Linked DNA regions of Mus musculus: all the other regions are linked to region 1. A link is a contact called in public HiChIP or PLAC-seq data. All regions are on one chromosome and are shown on one strand. The core of a region is the stretch at or near the end of the contact, and the rest is flanking DNA. Distances in the headings are between cores, read along the strand shown. Region 1 holds the start of Atrip-trex1 (Atrip-Trex1 readthrough). Region 2 holds the start of Qars (glutaminyl-tRNA synthetase). Region 3 overlaps Map4 (microtubule-associated protein 4).

Evidence for each region. HiChIP or PLAC-seq counts read pairs in DNA pulled down with a chosen protein or histone mark.
Region 2: an H3K27ac HiChIP or PLAC-seq map of embryonic stem cells shows a contact between it and region 1, with 3 times the contacts expected there. The contact joins the promoter of Qars here to the promoter of Atrip-trex1 in region 1. A contact is called at or near these places in 1 of 39 promoter capture datasets (embryonic stem cells), 2 of 484 Hi-C or Micro-C datasets (both in embryonic stem cells), 2 of 115 datasets of contacts at active chromatin or transcription factors (embryonic stem cells and pancreatic cancer cells) and 1 of 9 other capture datasets (adipose tissue).
Region 3: an H3K4me3 HiChIP or PLAC-seq map of embryonic forebrain shows a contact between it and region 1, with 6 times the contacts expected there. The contact joins the enhancer-like site here to the promoter of Atrip-trex1 in region 1. A contact is called at or near these places in 4 of 39 promoter capture datasets (the HPC-7 cell line, cranial neural crest, embryonic stem cells and 1 more) and 6 of 115 datasets of contacts at active chromatin or transcription factors (VIP interneurons, cardiomyocytes, embryonic forebrain and 3 more).

The regions. Positions count from the first base shown.
Region 1 is chr9:109,072,203-109,076,797 of GRCm38.p6, forward strand. Atrip-trex1 (Atrip-Trex1 readthrough) reads right to left here and starts at 1,895. Exons shown (of 14, transcript NR_153412.1): 1 at 1,457-1,895; 2 at 405-535. It overlaps Atrip (ATR interacting protein), which reads right to left and starts at 1,922. Exons shown (of 13, transcript NM_172774.3): 1 at 1,553-1,922; 2 at 405-535. The coding sequence starts at 1,802.
Region 2 is chr9:108,506,190-108,510,293 of GRCm38.p6, forward strand. It overlaps Qars (glutaminyl-tRNA synthetase), which reads left to right and starts at 1,816. Exons shown (of 24, transcript NM_133794.2): 1 at 1,816-2,010; 2 at 2,194-2,341; 3 at 2,688-2,797; 4 at 2,960-3,035; 5 at 3,252-3,316; 6 at 3,906-3,959; 7 at 4,099-4,104. The coding sequence starts at 1,894.
Region 3 is chr9:110,068,977-110,073,148 of GRCm38.p6, forward strand. It overlaps Map4 (microtubule-associated protein 4), which reads left to right. Exons shown (of 19, transcript NM_001205330.1): 13 at 1-9; 14 at 2,050-2,163; 15 at 3,637-3,729. Among named protein-coding and RNA genes, the nearest start is that of Dhx30, 47 kb to the right of the region's middle. Within about 2 kb of position 1,540, at least 53 of the 459 cell types and tissues checked have an H3K27ac peak or open chromatin away from gene starts, as enhancers often do. A contact at or near this core is called in VIP interneurons and embryonic forebrain, where this site is marked.

The DNA.
Region 1 (4,595 bases), core at 645-3,144:
CCATTACCCATATGAGGTGGCTCACACCAGTTGTGTTGATTCCAGAGGACCCAGCACCCCTGACCTCATGGGCACCTGTATGCATGCAGTGCATATAAACTTATATAGGCTCAGGGATATACACAGGGTAAATAAAATTTCAGGCATTCTTTCCCCAACCTTCTTTCATTTCAGAGGAATAAATCTAGATGTTTGTTTTATAGTTTTTATATATTTTACACATGCTTTTTAATACCAAAATGAATGAATTAGCTGCAAATACAATAAGTTAGGGCTGGAAGGATAGCCTAACAGTAGAGTGTCTGTGTATAGCATGTGTGAAGGTAAAGTCCTGAGTTCAATTCTCAGCATTACAACCAAACAGGCAAAACAAAACACAAACAAACAACCCAAAAGTCACATACCTTTTCTTTAAGTTCTTTGTATTGTATCTGAAGTACTTCTAATTCAAAATTATCTTTAACTGGAATATCTTCTCTGCTTTTCCTTATAGGACTATTTGGTAACCCATCTAATCGGCGGACCTTATGAGCACCTGTATAAAAAGTAGTTGCCCTTAGGTTGAGCATGGTGGCACAGAACTGCAATCCCAACACTTGTGAAGTAGAGCTATGGGGATCTCAAATTCAAGGCTAGCCTTGCTAGAGATCGAGAACCTGTCTGGAAAAAATAATCCCATGTATACTGCGGGGCTCAGTATGTATCCACCTTTGTCATAAAATGCAGAAGGAGTCACTCTTGAAAGCCAAGTTGAGAAAGACCCAGGTAACAGCTCCGAGCATGGTATAAACACATAAAGAATCCTTATGGCATAGCATATCTGAATTCTCTCGCTTTATACCTCACCCACTTTCTAGACTCTCAGCTCATAGCTGAACAGAGATTGCACTGGCTGTGACTCTACCATAACTACTATTTACTACAACATGTTAGGCATAGGATCTGCTGGTTTTAAAGACTGATGGTGAACCAAATGGATACATTCCAGGGGGAGGTGGGGCTCCAGGGATGGAGTAAGGTAGAGTACCGGGTGATGTAGGGCCAAGGAAGGGGGAGGCAGCATTGCTTTGTGCCATTTCGTGGAAAGTTGCGTCTAACCACTGCCGCATATGACAGCTGGTCAGCAATGAGTGTTTTCCAATGCCTGGTTTTCCATGCAATATTGCTGGAGAGATGGAGGGCCAGCCACATTTCCAGGGATAATCCTATTTTTCAGATGCTGTAAGTGCTAAGTACATTCGCAAGGTGCCCATCAAACCCTCCTGACACTTAACTTATTCCCCAAGAGTGTAAGCTCTAAGAAGAAAAGCAGCTTTGGCATTTCTTGCCCATTGCCTGTTTGCCATGCCTAACCTTTGGGCAACTGGCATTTTTGTGTAAGACTCTCTTTCATCTCTTGCCTCTGTCAGACGCCTTCTAATGCTCTTCTGCCCAAGGGTTACAATGGGGTGCATACCATCTAAATGGGAGGCCATTTAACATTCTGGATGTCTCACCGCCAAATCAGAGGTCTGCACCACCCGCCGGGGGAAAAGGCCCCTCAGGCACTCACTGGACAGGTTCCGAGGCGCGACGGGACACTGGCTCAGGGCCTGTGACGCGAGGATGTCGAGTTCCTCTAGGTCGTCCGCAGTAAATTCCGCGTGCTCACCGAATGGGTCTTCGGGGTCCGGGACTGTGGTCTCAGAGAAGCTCCGGGCCCGCTTGCTCGGAGGGTTCTCAATGGATCGAGACAGACCGGGGAAAGGCTCCAGGCCGCCACTCTGTTTCCTGTGGCTGTTCGGTGCGGGGGTCCCGGCCATGACTACCTTCAACCCGCAGCATCCGAAGACGCCAAGCACAGCCTTGTCCACAGAAAGCCTGAGCTGGCCCAACCGCCCGCGCGCCGCCGTTCCCCTCGCCTTCCAGCGTCTCCCCAGCCTGCGGGCCAATCAGCTGCCAGCTACCGGGCACAGATGGGTGACGTGTACAGAGCGCGCCGTTACCCGGGACAGGCTCCTGCGTGTCTGGGCTCAGTACGAAGGGGTCCCCGGTGATGCCAGGGTACTACAGTGCTGTCAGGATTATCCCGGTTGCGAGATCGAGGAGCGTCTGCCCGACCACACCTGAGGCGGTTCCCCGTGGCACTGTGTAGAATACAGAGCCCTAGAGAAGCAGGCAGCGTTCAGGGGTCAGCTCTCCCTGACCTCACTCCTCGCGGCTGACCCACCTCTCTCATGTCCAGAGACTCTTTTAGGGAGGAGGCTGGGAAGAGCAGACTTGGGGAGGAGAAGGAATGCTTTTCTTCCTGGAAGCAGAGATCTTCCAGGATAACAAATGTTTCAAGTATGTATATTTGAGAAAAAAAAAAAAAAAAAAAGGCTGGGAAGGATGGTCTCGAGAACGGCGTGCCTATTCGGAACTGCTCCAACTGTTAACTTCCATTTATTTCTTGGAGAGTCTTTATGTCCTGAGCGCTGGTTGCGTAGAGACAATGAAGCTCAAGAGGTCAAGGAAGGCTCGCTGGGAGTGGTCCTTGAATTACCCAACAGATTGAGGGGGAAATAGCAAGAAAAATGGGTTAGGAGGCAGACGCATGATGTTTCTGAGAAAAATTCATCTTCGACAAGGATGCCAGGTGGATGCCTCCTCTTTGCGACAGACTTCATGGAGGAGCAATGATTTGAGTTGGGCTTGGGTGTATGACTGGCTTTTATGAGCTGAAGTGGTGGGCAGAACAGATACCAGAAATGGCGGATTAGCATTGGAAGGCAACAAGATCAAGACTTTTCTACTCCGTTTGCTCAATGCCAGACTTAGTTTGTGAACCTACCAATGTTTGCTGAGGCGTTGGGCGGAAAGGAGAGCGCTCAGGCTTAGAATGCCTTAGGCCTGCCAACCCACCCCCACCCCACCCCTGCCTCATTATTTTTTATGTGTGTTTTACCTTCATGTATGTATGTGCATCACATGCATGTATGCCTGGTGCCTACAGTGGTCAGAAGGCATTGCATCACTTAGAACTGCCTTAGTTTCTTGATTCAGCTGCTGGTAGTTTTCCCATAGCTGCCCAACATAATGTTGAATGTTCAAGTCTCCCAGCAGCCCCCCACCCCCTTTGGTTATATGTCAAGACATATAACCAAAGCTGGCCCAGAACTCCAGAATGTCCTTCCTCCCGCTGAGTGCTGGGATTATAGACATGAGTTTTTGTTTGTTTGTTTTGTTTTTGTTTTTTGTTTTTGAGATGGCCTCAAACTTCTAATCCTGTCTCAGTCTCTAAAGTGCTAGAATTGTGAGTGTGGGCTACCAGGCGTGGCTGATTGCCCAGGTTGTAATAGCTACGATCTTTGGTTCTGGAAACAGGACATTGTCAGGAGGGATTACGTTCTACCAAATAAACGAGAAGTTTTGGGGGCAGGAGGCTATGACTGCTGATAAGTATTTTCAGCAGCACCGGGCTAGGTGCCAGCTGACAAGGCCCTATGGGCTTTAAGCCCAAAGAAGATGCTTTTTGGAGATGACCAAAGCAAGCTGATTTGTTTGTTTTATATTTGGGTGTTTTGCTTCCATGTAGATCTGAGGCCAGAAGAGGGCATCAGCTCCTTTGGAACTGGAATTACAGTGAGCCATCATATGGGTGTTGGGAATTGAACCCAGAACCCCTAGAAGAGCAGTGAGTGCTATTAACTACTGAACCATTTCTCTAGTCCCCAACCCAGTGTTTTAAAATTTCAATTCTCCTGCATCAGCTGCCTGAGTGCTGAGTTTACAGGTATGCTAGCTGGTCTTCATGGTGCAGGCCTGTAACTCCAGCTACTCAGGAACTTTAGGCAGGGACATCACAAATTCAAGGCCTGGCTGGCCCTAAACTAAATCAATGTCACCATGAGCAATTTAGTGAGAGCCTGTCTCATGAAAGAAGATAATATTCTTAGGGAAAGCATACTATTGTTCCCAGTTGTATGGATAGCCTAGAAGGCAAGTCAGAAGTCCCGTGCCTCTCAACTAGGTGTCTCAGTAAATACAGACAGGGGTTGGACAGTGTTAAAGTATTTGCTTAGAATATTCAAGGCTCTGGATTTGATTTCCAGCATCCTGTTTCTCCTGAATTAGGGTTACATTGCTAGGCATGGTGGCACAAACCTGAAATCACAGCACTGGGGAAGCTGAGGCAAGAAGATTCTTTTTTTTGTTTGTTTGTTTGTTTTTGGTTTTTCAACACAAGGTTTCTCTGTGTAGCTCTGGCTGTCCTGAAACTCACTTTGTAGACCAGGCTGGCCCCGAACTCAGAAATCCGCCTGCCTCTGCCTCCTGAGTGCTGGGATTAAAGGTGTGCGCCACCACGCCCAGCTCTGGCAAGAAGATTCTAATCAAGGCCTGTCCATCAGTCTGTGCTACAGAACCTGTCTCAACCCCTTCTTCCCAAACAAGACTGTTTTCTGTTGTGGAGTTTCTTTACTTGGTGGTTGGTGGCAGGTAACGTCTGGCAAGAACATGATCAGGGAAGAGTAACTATCAGTTTTTCTTCAGAACTGGGGTCTGAAACAGAAGGCTCTCACTGAGCTACAGCCCCAGCCCTCGCCCTCTTTTTACTGTTCTGTCACCCAGTCATG
Region 2 (4,104 bases), core at 566-3,065, 570 kb before region 1:
CCTCAAACTCACAGAGATCCACCTGCCTCTGCCTCTCAAGCGCTGGGATTAAAGTTGTGTGCCACCACTGCCCGGCGCACTACAGCTATTATCAGGATTACCCTCTGTTTCACACTGTCCCTACCTTAGAAGTCCCATGGAGGGATTTGCTTGTGGGTTGTTTGCCTGTGTGTGTGATATTTGGCAGCTCTGAAATGGCTAAGAGTGGCACTAGACTTTACAGTTCTTATTAGGGGGAGCAGGCTGCCCATGAACTCACAGAGGTTGACTACCTTAGCCTGAGCACAGGGATTAAAGGCCTATGCCAACACGCATGCCATATTATCTTATTGTATGGGTATTTGTATTTATATGAGTATCAATCACATGTATGGTGCCACAGGGGGCCAAAAGAGGGCATTAGATCTCCTGGAACTGGAGTTAGAGTTTGTTGAGAGCCATCATGTGGATGCTGGGAACTAAACCCTGATGTTTTCCAAGACCACAAAGTGCTATTAATTCAATTTAGAAATATAAAACTGTGTGTGTGTGCAATATTCTGAGTCAGTTCTCTCCTGCCACTATGTGTGATCTAAGGACCTAGAACCCTGTTTGTGGAGACCTGAGGAGGGCACTGGATCCCCTGCAACAGACAATACATATATTTTAACCACTTTGTGGGTGCTAGGAATTGAACCCAGGTTCTCTGGAAGAATAGGCAGTGCTCTTCTTCTTCTTTATTTATTTATTTTGGTTGTTACAAGACAGGGTTTCTCTGTGTAGTCCTGGCTGTCCTGGAACTCACTCTGTAGACCAGGCTGACCTGAAACTCAGAGATCCGCCTACGAGTGCTCTTCTTTGTTTTTTTGAGACACGGTTTCTCTGTATAGCCCTGGCTGTCCTGGAACTCACTTTTTAGTCCAGGCTGGCCTCGAACTCAGGCCTCTGCCTCCTGAGTGCTGGGATTAAAGGAGTGAGCCATCACCGCCCTGCCGGAGTGCTCTTCTTAAATGCTGAGCCATCTCTCCAAGCTCCCAGGATATTTTTTATCTACTCCTTGACAATTTCATATATGTGAACAATGCATCTTTTTGTTTTCTTATTTTTCGAGACATAGTCTCACTATGTGACCCAGATGGCCTTGAACTTGCAGAGAATTCCCCTGTTTCTGTCTCTGGAATTAAAGGAGTATACCAAGTCTCTCCCACTCCAGAACACCTGCCTCTTACTCGCCCAAGAAACCTCAACAGGTTTGTCTTGGGTACCCAGTTGGTCCAATCAGTGCTTCCTGTGGCATGTTGATGCACCTTGTTTGCATAAGATTTTAAAGAAATCATAGACCTTCCTATGAAGTCCCTTCTGGCCTTTCTTTCGCTTCTCCTTGCTGTGTCCCAGTACGCACTTAAAAAGTACCAGGTTTATGTGGTCCCTAGGTAGGTCATTCTATATATTTTCTGCAGTGATGTGGACCAGGAAATTCAGGGAATTCATTTATGTTGCCATGACAACCCCAAAGCTGTGACGTTGAAAAACGCGGCCGGAACTTTTGCTCTCCGACAAGAGGATAGTGTCGGGTTCCTTGGGCTGAGGGGGGAGAGGCCACGCCTGAGTCTACCTGCAGCTTTGTTGCTAAACACTTTCCCTTTCCACGCCCATGGCAATTTTTTTAAAGTCGCACGGACCCAACCCTGTCAACTGCCTAGAACCGGGAAGGCGGAAGCTAACTGCCTGGAAAAGCCAGTCCGCTCGCTCTCTGACTCATAAATGGCGTTGACTACCTGGCTGGCCCCGCCCCTTTCACCGAGGAAGGCCACCATTGGTTCTCTTCAAGGCTTCGTACTCCTATTGGTCAATGAGCAAAGGTCGCTGTTCAGATGAGGCCCAAAGTTTCTTTTGGTTTCCGGTGTGCCTGCTATGGCTACTCCAGATTCGCTAGCGCTGTTCACCGGCCTTGGCCTTAGCGAGAACAAGGCCCGCGAGACGCTCAAGAACGAGGCTCTGAGCACTCAGCTGCGCGAGGCGGCGACCCAGGTGCGAGCCCTGTTCCCTGGCCTTAGCTGCTTGCTGTGCTCCAGAGCAACGTGGGACTGGGTCCAGATCTTGATTTGCTCCGGGTGTCCTGCTCTTGCCTTGTGGGAAGAGGAAGACACTTTAAAGTGATTCATCCTAACTCACTGGGAATGGATCTTTTTTCCCCCGGCCCCCTGACTCCAGGCACACCAGATTCTGGGTTCTACCATCGACAAGGCTACTGGGGTCCTCCTATATGACTTGGTCTCCCGACTCAGGGATACTCGGCGTCGTTCTTTCCTTGTGAGCTATATAGCCAATAAGAAGATTCACACGGGACTCCAGCTGAGCGGTGAGTCCCGTCTGTTTTACTAGTCCACCTTCAATCTCTTCTTTAGCAAAGACTCGAGTTTGCTTTTTCTGTCAAGTGTTGCTTTTTGGACAGCAGGTTCTGGACAGGCACTGAGGCATGGAGGTAGAGACCTCTGGTGTGGATTGCAGAGTTACCACAATGAGAAGCCTGCTTCAGAACACATGGCTTCTCTTTTCTCTGGTCTCAGTGCTTCTCTTCAGTGGTGCCAGGGCCTAACCTCTTAGGCATCTAAGTAACCGAAATAGTTACCTCTTCACTGTACTAAGGCCCTATCTACCCACTTCTTGGAGCTGACTTGTCTAGTTAATTGCCCCTCCGTTTTCAGCTGCTCTTGAATATGTTCGGAGTCATCCCCAGGATCCCATTGATACCAAGGACTTCGAGCAGGAGTGTGGCGTCGGTGTGGTGGTGACACCGGAGCAGATTGAGGAAGCTGTAAGTCCTCTCCTCCAGGCATCAGATATCTCCTCCTAGTTCTTCTGCCCCTGCAAAGGAGTGGTGTAGCTTTTCTCCACAGACCCACAGTGAGAGTGGCTGTTGGTCTCCTGACTGCTTCTGAAGAGGTGTTCATGAACCATATGGCTTGGCTTTCTGCAGGTGGAGTCCACCATAAATAAGCATCAGTTGCAGCTCCTAGCGGAACGGTACCGTTTCAACATGGGGCTGCTAATGGGTGAGTTGGATCTGGGGCAGGGAGTTACTTGGAAGTGCATCATTCTGATTGTTCCTTTCATTTTGGGCATTCATGGGAAGGGCGATGGGAGTGTGAGCAGGGACAGGGTGCTAGTGTTCTGACAGGGTCCTGGTCCTGAGTCAGCTGGGCCTTCTTTGAGGAGGGGAAGAAATCCTCCCTTTTCCTCCTTGCAGCTTCTTATGTTTATCCTCTTAGGAGAGGCTCGGGCTGCGCTCAGATGGGCAGACGGCAAAATGATCAAGAACGAGGTGGATATGCAGGTGGGCACCTCCCTAAGAAGATGCTCCGGAGATAAAGGGAACGAGACCCTGTCCTTCTTCTGACAGGGAAAGTGGAGCCCAGTGTGGAGGGAGTAGCGCTTAACTTGGGTCTCTGAGTGAGGGTGACCCCCTTTCTTGGGAAGCTGCTTCCTCCTCTCACATGTGCATGCTGTGGCCTTTATTGATATCTGGCAAAGAATCACAAGAGGACGATGACTGAGGTACATTGTTTATCGTGATGCTGGGCCCACGTTATTTATCTGTAAATGGCAGCACTCGTTCTCTGGGCCCAGGATAAGTCCTCAGAAAGGAAAAAGCATTCAAGGCCAGTAGAACCATGTGAAGAAGCCAGCTGGGCAGAGGCAGGTGGATCTCTATGAGTACTAATCTGGCCCTCATAGTGAGTTCCAGACCAGCCGAGGATATATAGTAAGATCCCATGTCAAACAGCAAAACATGTGATGAGATACAGCGGGATGGGGTGGATAGGTTGGCTGGCAGAAAAGCCAGGAAGCCCTTGGTTGTCGGGGAAGGACTCCATCAGGAGATTCTTGAGAGAGTACACCCTTGTCTGTATCTATCTGCTCAGGTGCTTCACCTTTTGGGGCCCAAGATGGAAGCTGATCTGGTGAAGAAGCCCAAGGTGAGGCTAGGAATTGCCCAAGATAACTGGGAGTGCAGTAGAACGAGAGAGACTTACAGCTGGAGAAGGGATCGTCTGAACCCATTTCATCAGCAGATCTTTCCTAGAAAGAATGATGTGATTTCTATGCCTTTCTTAGGTGGCA
Region 3 (4,172 bases), core at 290-2,789, 1.0 Mb after region 1:
GGAGGCCGGGTGAGTCAGTGAGCTTGGGGATCTTTGCATTCTGGCTTCTGTTGCTTTTCTGCCACATGCAGTCATCTAGATCATTTCATTCAGCATCAGAGAATTTCAGTCTTGGTTCTTGGCACTACAATATCAGGGAAGGCCTGGCCTTATCTTCCCATAAGGACCTCCTGTTCACTGTGTTGGGATTTATATTTATATTTTTCTTTGGGAGGTAGAAAGAGTCTTCTATTTTATAAAAACTCTTAGCCGGGCAGTGGTGGCTCATGTCTTTAATCCCAGCACTTGGGAGGCAGGAGGATTTCTGAGTTCGAGGCCAGCCTGGACTACAGAGTGAGTTTCAGGACAGACAGGACTGCACAGAGAAACCCTGTCTCGAAAAACAAAACAAAAAAACTCTAGAAAGTTGGATGTGTGGTTCCTCAGAGCACTTGGAAGACAGAGCAGCAGAATCATGATGAGTTTGGCGCCATGGCTTCAGGGTTTAGGGAGTTTGGAGAGAAAGCTTCAGAAACTGTGAAGGTAAGAGACACTGCACATGAGCCCCATTTATTTTTGGTTCTTACCAGACACATTTAATATCTCCATCCCTTGATGTGAGAGGAATCTGTCCAAATGAGAACTAGGGTTTCCTCTGGTGAACACTGTGCTGTGAAATGAACCACGTACCCTGACTTTTCTAAACTACAGTGCTTAACATTAAGAAAGTTCTGAGGCTGGGTGTGGTGGCACAACTTTTAATTTCAGCAGAGGGAGACAGAGGCAGGGGGATCTCTGAATTTGAGGCCATCTTGGTCTGCATGGTGAGTTTCATGACTATGCAGAGTGAGTGGGTGAAGATGGCAACAACAAAGAACATTCTGGGACCAACACATTAACTAAGGGGAGAAAAGCACTTACTACCAACCCTAACAGCATGAACTTAATCCACAGAAACCCTGTAGTGGAAGGAGAAAGCTGGCTCCTACGATTATCTTCTGACCTCCATACATGCTGTACACAAGTGTGGATGTGCATACTTGGACACACACACTAACTTTAATAAGCATATTCTAGTTGCATGGGTTTCAGTTTTATGTGTCAAATGTTAACAGCCTTGGGAACCCAGGATGTAGAAAAAATGGTGGTATTCTAGTTCACCCTTAACTGTTGTCAACTTGAACTGTTCTGTCAGCATCCAGAGTAGGATACTTAAATTGTATTAATCCAAAATTGTTAAAATTGAATAGGGGGTCTGGAGAGATGACAGAAGTTAAGAACCCAGGCATAGTTCCCAGAATCCACATCTATAGCTTACAACCCTTTGTATGTAAATTGTGTTTACAGGAGCCTAGTGCAGTTATATGTATGCAAAACATTCATATAGATAACATTTTTAAAAATATTTTAAAGAAATTGAATATAGGCACAGAAATGCAGCAGAATCATGGTTCATTTGGAAGATGTTAATGACAGGCTGGGATCCTTCTGGGACAAGGACCTCAGAGCAGTCCTGGCTGTGGCCCAGCCGGCCCGGTGTCTGGGCTGGGCTCCAGATGACCTCATCCCCCTTTTCACTCTTCTTGGTCTTCCATGCTACAAACACTCAACGCTCTAAATACCTTGGGCTAGTTGTGGGTTATTGTGTATTGCCGTGTACCTGATGATGTCATGCTTCCGTCACCAGGGGCTGGAGCCATGTGCGGGACAGGGACAGCAGCGCAGTGGAGGCATGAGGGCATTGTGATTTAGAATGACAGACAGGCTCACACGTGCTCACAGAGAAGCACTGATTCGATCTTAGCCTTTGAACGATTTCTTCATAAACGCATGAGCTCTTCTTTCAGACCTGGCCTGTGGTTCTTCTTTCTGTGCCCCTTGCTCAGGGATCGCTGCGGATCTAGACTAGGAGTGTGTCGTCCTAGGGGCAAGGGTGACTGCTTCTTTCTGCCTGGTATCCTGGCCTTGCTTTTTTTTTTCTTTTTCTGCCTTCTTCCTTCCTTGGCATCTAGGCTCTCATCTTGGTTTGAAACTTGCCCCTCCCCCTCAACCCCGTTTATCTCCATCCAGGCCAAAGTAGAGAAAAAAACAGAGGCAGCTACCACAGCTGGGAAGCCTGAACCTAATGCAGTCACTAAAGCAGCCGGCTCCATTGCGAGTGCACAGAAACCGCCTGCTGGGAAAGTGAGTTTTATTTAGGTTTCCCTCTCTGAGGTGAAGTGGGAACATCATTCTCCTAGCCTGAGTCATTTTCCCTTCTATTCCACTTTGTTCCTGTTCTTAACTAGTTCCTACTTTTTCCTGTGTTCCTTCCTCTAGTTAATGACTCAGCTGTCAGACAGTTTTTATATCAACCAGTGAAAGCCAACCAAGTTGTGAGCTCTTACCCCACTGTAGTCAGTCAGATGAAGGGAACGTGAAACTGTTAGACACTTCCTTAACATTTCAAACTCATCTAGTATGCATACAATACATCATACCCAGGTTCTTCTTCAGAAGTCAGGGCCTTGTCTCCTGACCGTAAAGTTGCTGCTAGGTATGGAGACAGATGCGCCTGTCTGGCTAAAATCAATCCACTGTTAATGTCATGAAAAAGTCAAGAACTTAAAGGAGCATGGTAAGGTACTCGGGTTCCTCAGCGTGAGTTCCAGGTTCTCTTGGTAGCCCAGCACATTTCCTTTGCAAAGAGCCTCTCGTTCTGAGGAAAAGGAGGGAAGGAAGGACCTTTCTTCTTGAAAGCTATAAGCTATGTTACTCTTTCCAGGGCTAGGGTGTTGCAGTACAGCCAGGTTGTGCTCTTCTGAATTGTACATCACTGTCTCACCATTTTGGTTGGTCTCTTTGTTCACCAACACATTATTATATATCTAAAGGATTCAGAGAGGCGTAAAACCAGATATGCTTGCTGTAATCCTAGTAGAGCTAACAGTGAGACAGAAGGATCAGGAATTTGAGGCCTGTGTGGAGTATACAGCAGGTCCCAGGTGAGCCTTATCTACATTGTGAGACCCTACTTCAAACACAAAAATGAAGCCTGGCCTCCTCCATCAGAGTTTCTGAAACAGATGGGTGAGTGCTGCTGAGTCTGTTGCCTGTGCGCCCCCTGGTGTCAGGTTCAGGATCATGGGACCATTTGCCTTTTTAGATGAACAATGTGTCTTCCTTCCTGTTGTTATCAGATCTGTGCTGTTAACCAGCTGCCCAACAATTCTTAGAGCAGCCTTTGTTTCTGGGAATGAGTCAGGTTGCAACTGTCCCAGGCCCCAACTGGGAACTGGTTCAGAGCATCAGTATCCTTGCTGAGAAAAGCTAGAGTCCAGCTTTCAGAGAAAAGGGGCTCATCAAGAAGGTAGGGCCATATTTGGGTGGACAGTGGGGGCCTGTTGCTGTATGAGTCTTAGAAACTACAGCGCAGCCCCCAGAGCAATGAGGCAGCCACATAGCTCTGTCCAGCCTGCTTCTGTCTTGTGTTGTTCCCTTTCTTGCTTTCACATGCCTTTCCCTGTGTTTTTAACCCCTGTTGTAATAAGTGGGGACAGAAGTTGGAGTGACTCTTGTTGACCATTGTGATCACATGTGGTGCTCGGTGTCGGTTCTAACTAGCCCTCTCCGTTTGTGTTTTTTCCCCCCTTCTCTTTCTATTCTCTAACACTCCAGGTCCAGATAGTATCCAAAAAAGTGAGCTACAGCCATATTCAATCCAAGTGTGGTTCCAAGGACAATATTAAGCATGTCCCTGGAGGTGGCAATGTAAGTATAAGCTCTGGCCAGTTGTCATATGAGGCATAGTCCCTGTGGGAAACCCATGGTGGAGGGGTGGAGGGTGGGAGGATGCGGGAAGATGACACAGAATCCCTTCCCTAATGTGAACGGATCATAGTGGCCTGAGTTGGTCCCTGACCAGTAAGCAATCTGCCAGCTGAAGGGAGTGATGCCTATAGTTATTTTCCAGGGAAAACAGCTCGTGATAGTCAGGTGTTTCATCTTATCCCTGTGTGAGAGGCTTTGTGCTTTCCTAACTTAGTCAGAGACCTGCTTTGAGGCCTGGAAGCCCCCAGTTCTGGGAAAGCACAGGCTTGACTGTGCCTGGGCAGCCCCTGGGCGAATCCCAGTCCTGAGACGGGTGCCCATATCCTCTGAGGCTGTGCTTGGGGCCTTGTCATTGTAGGATTGTATTAACCAGCATTGCTCCC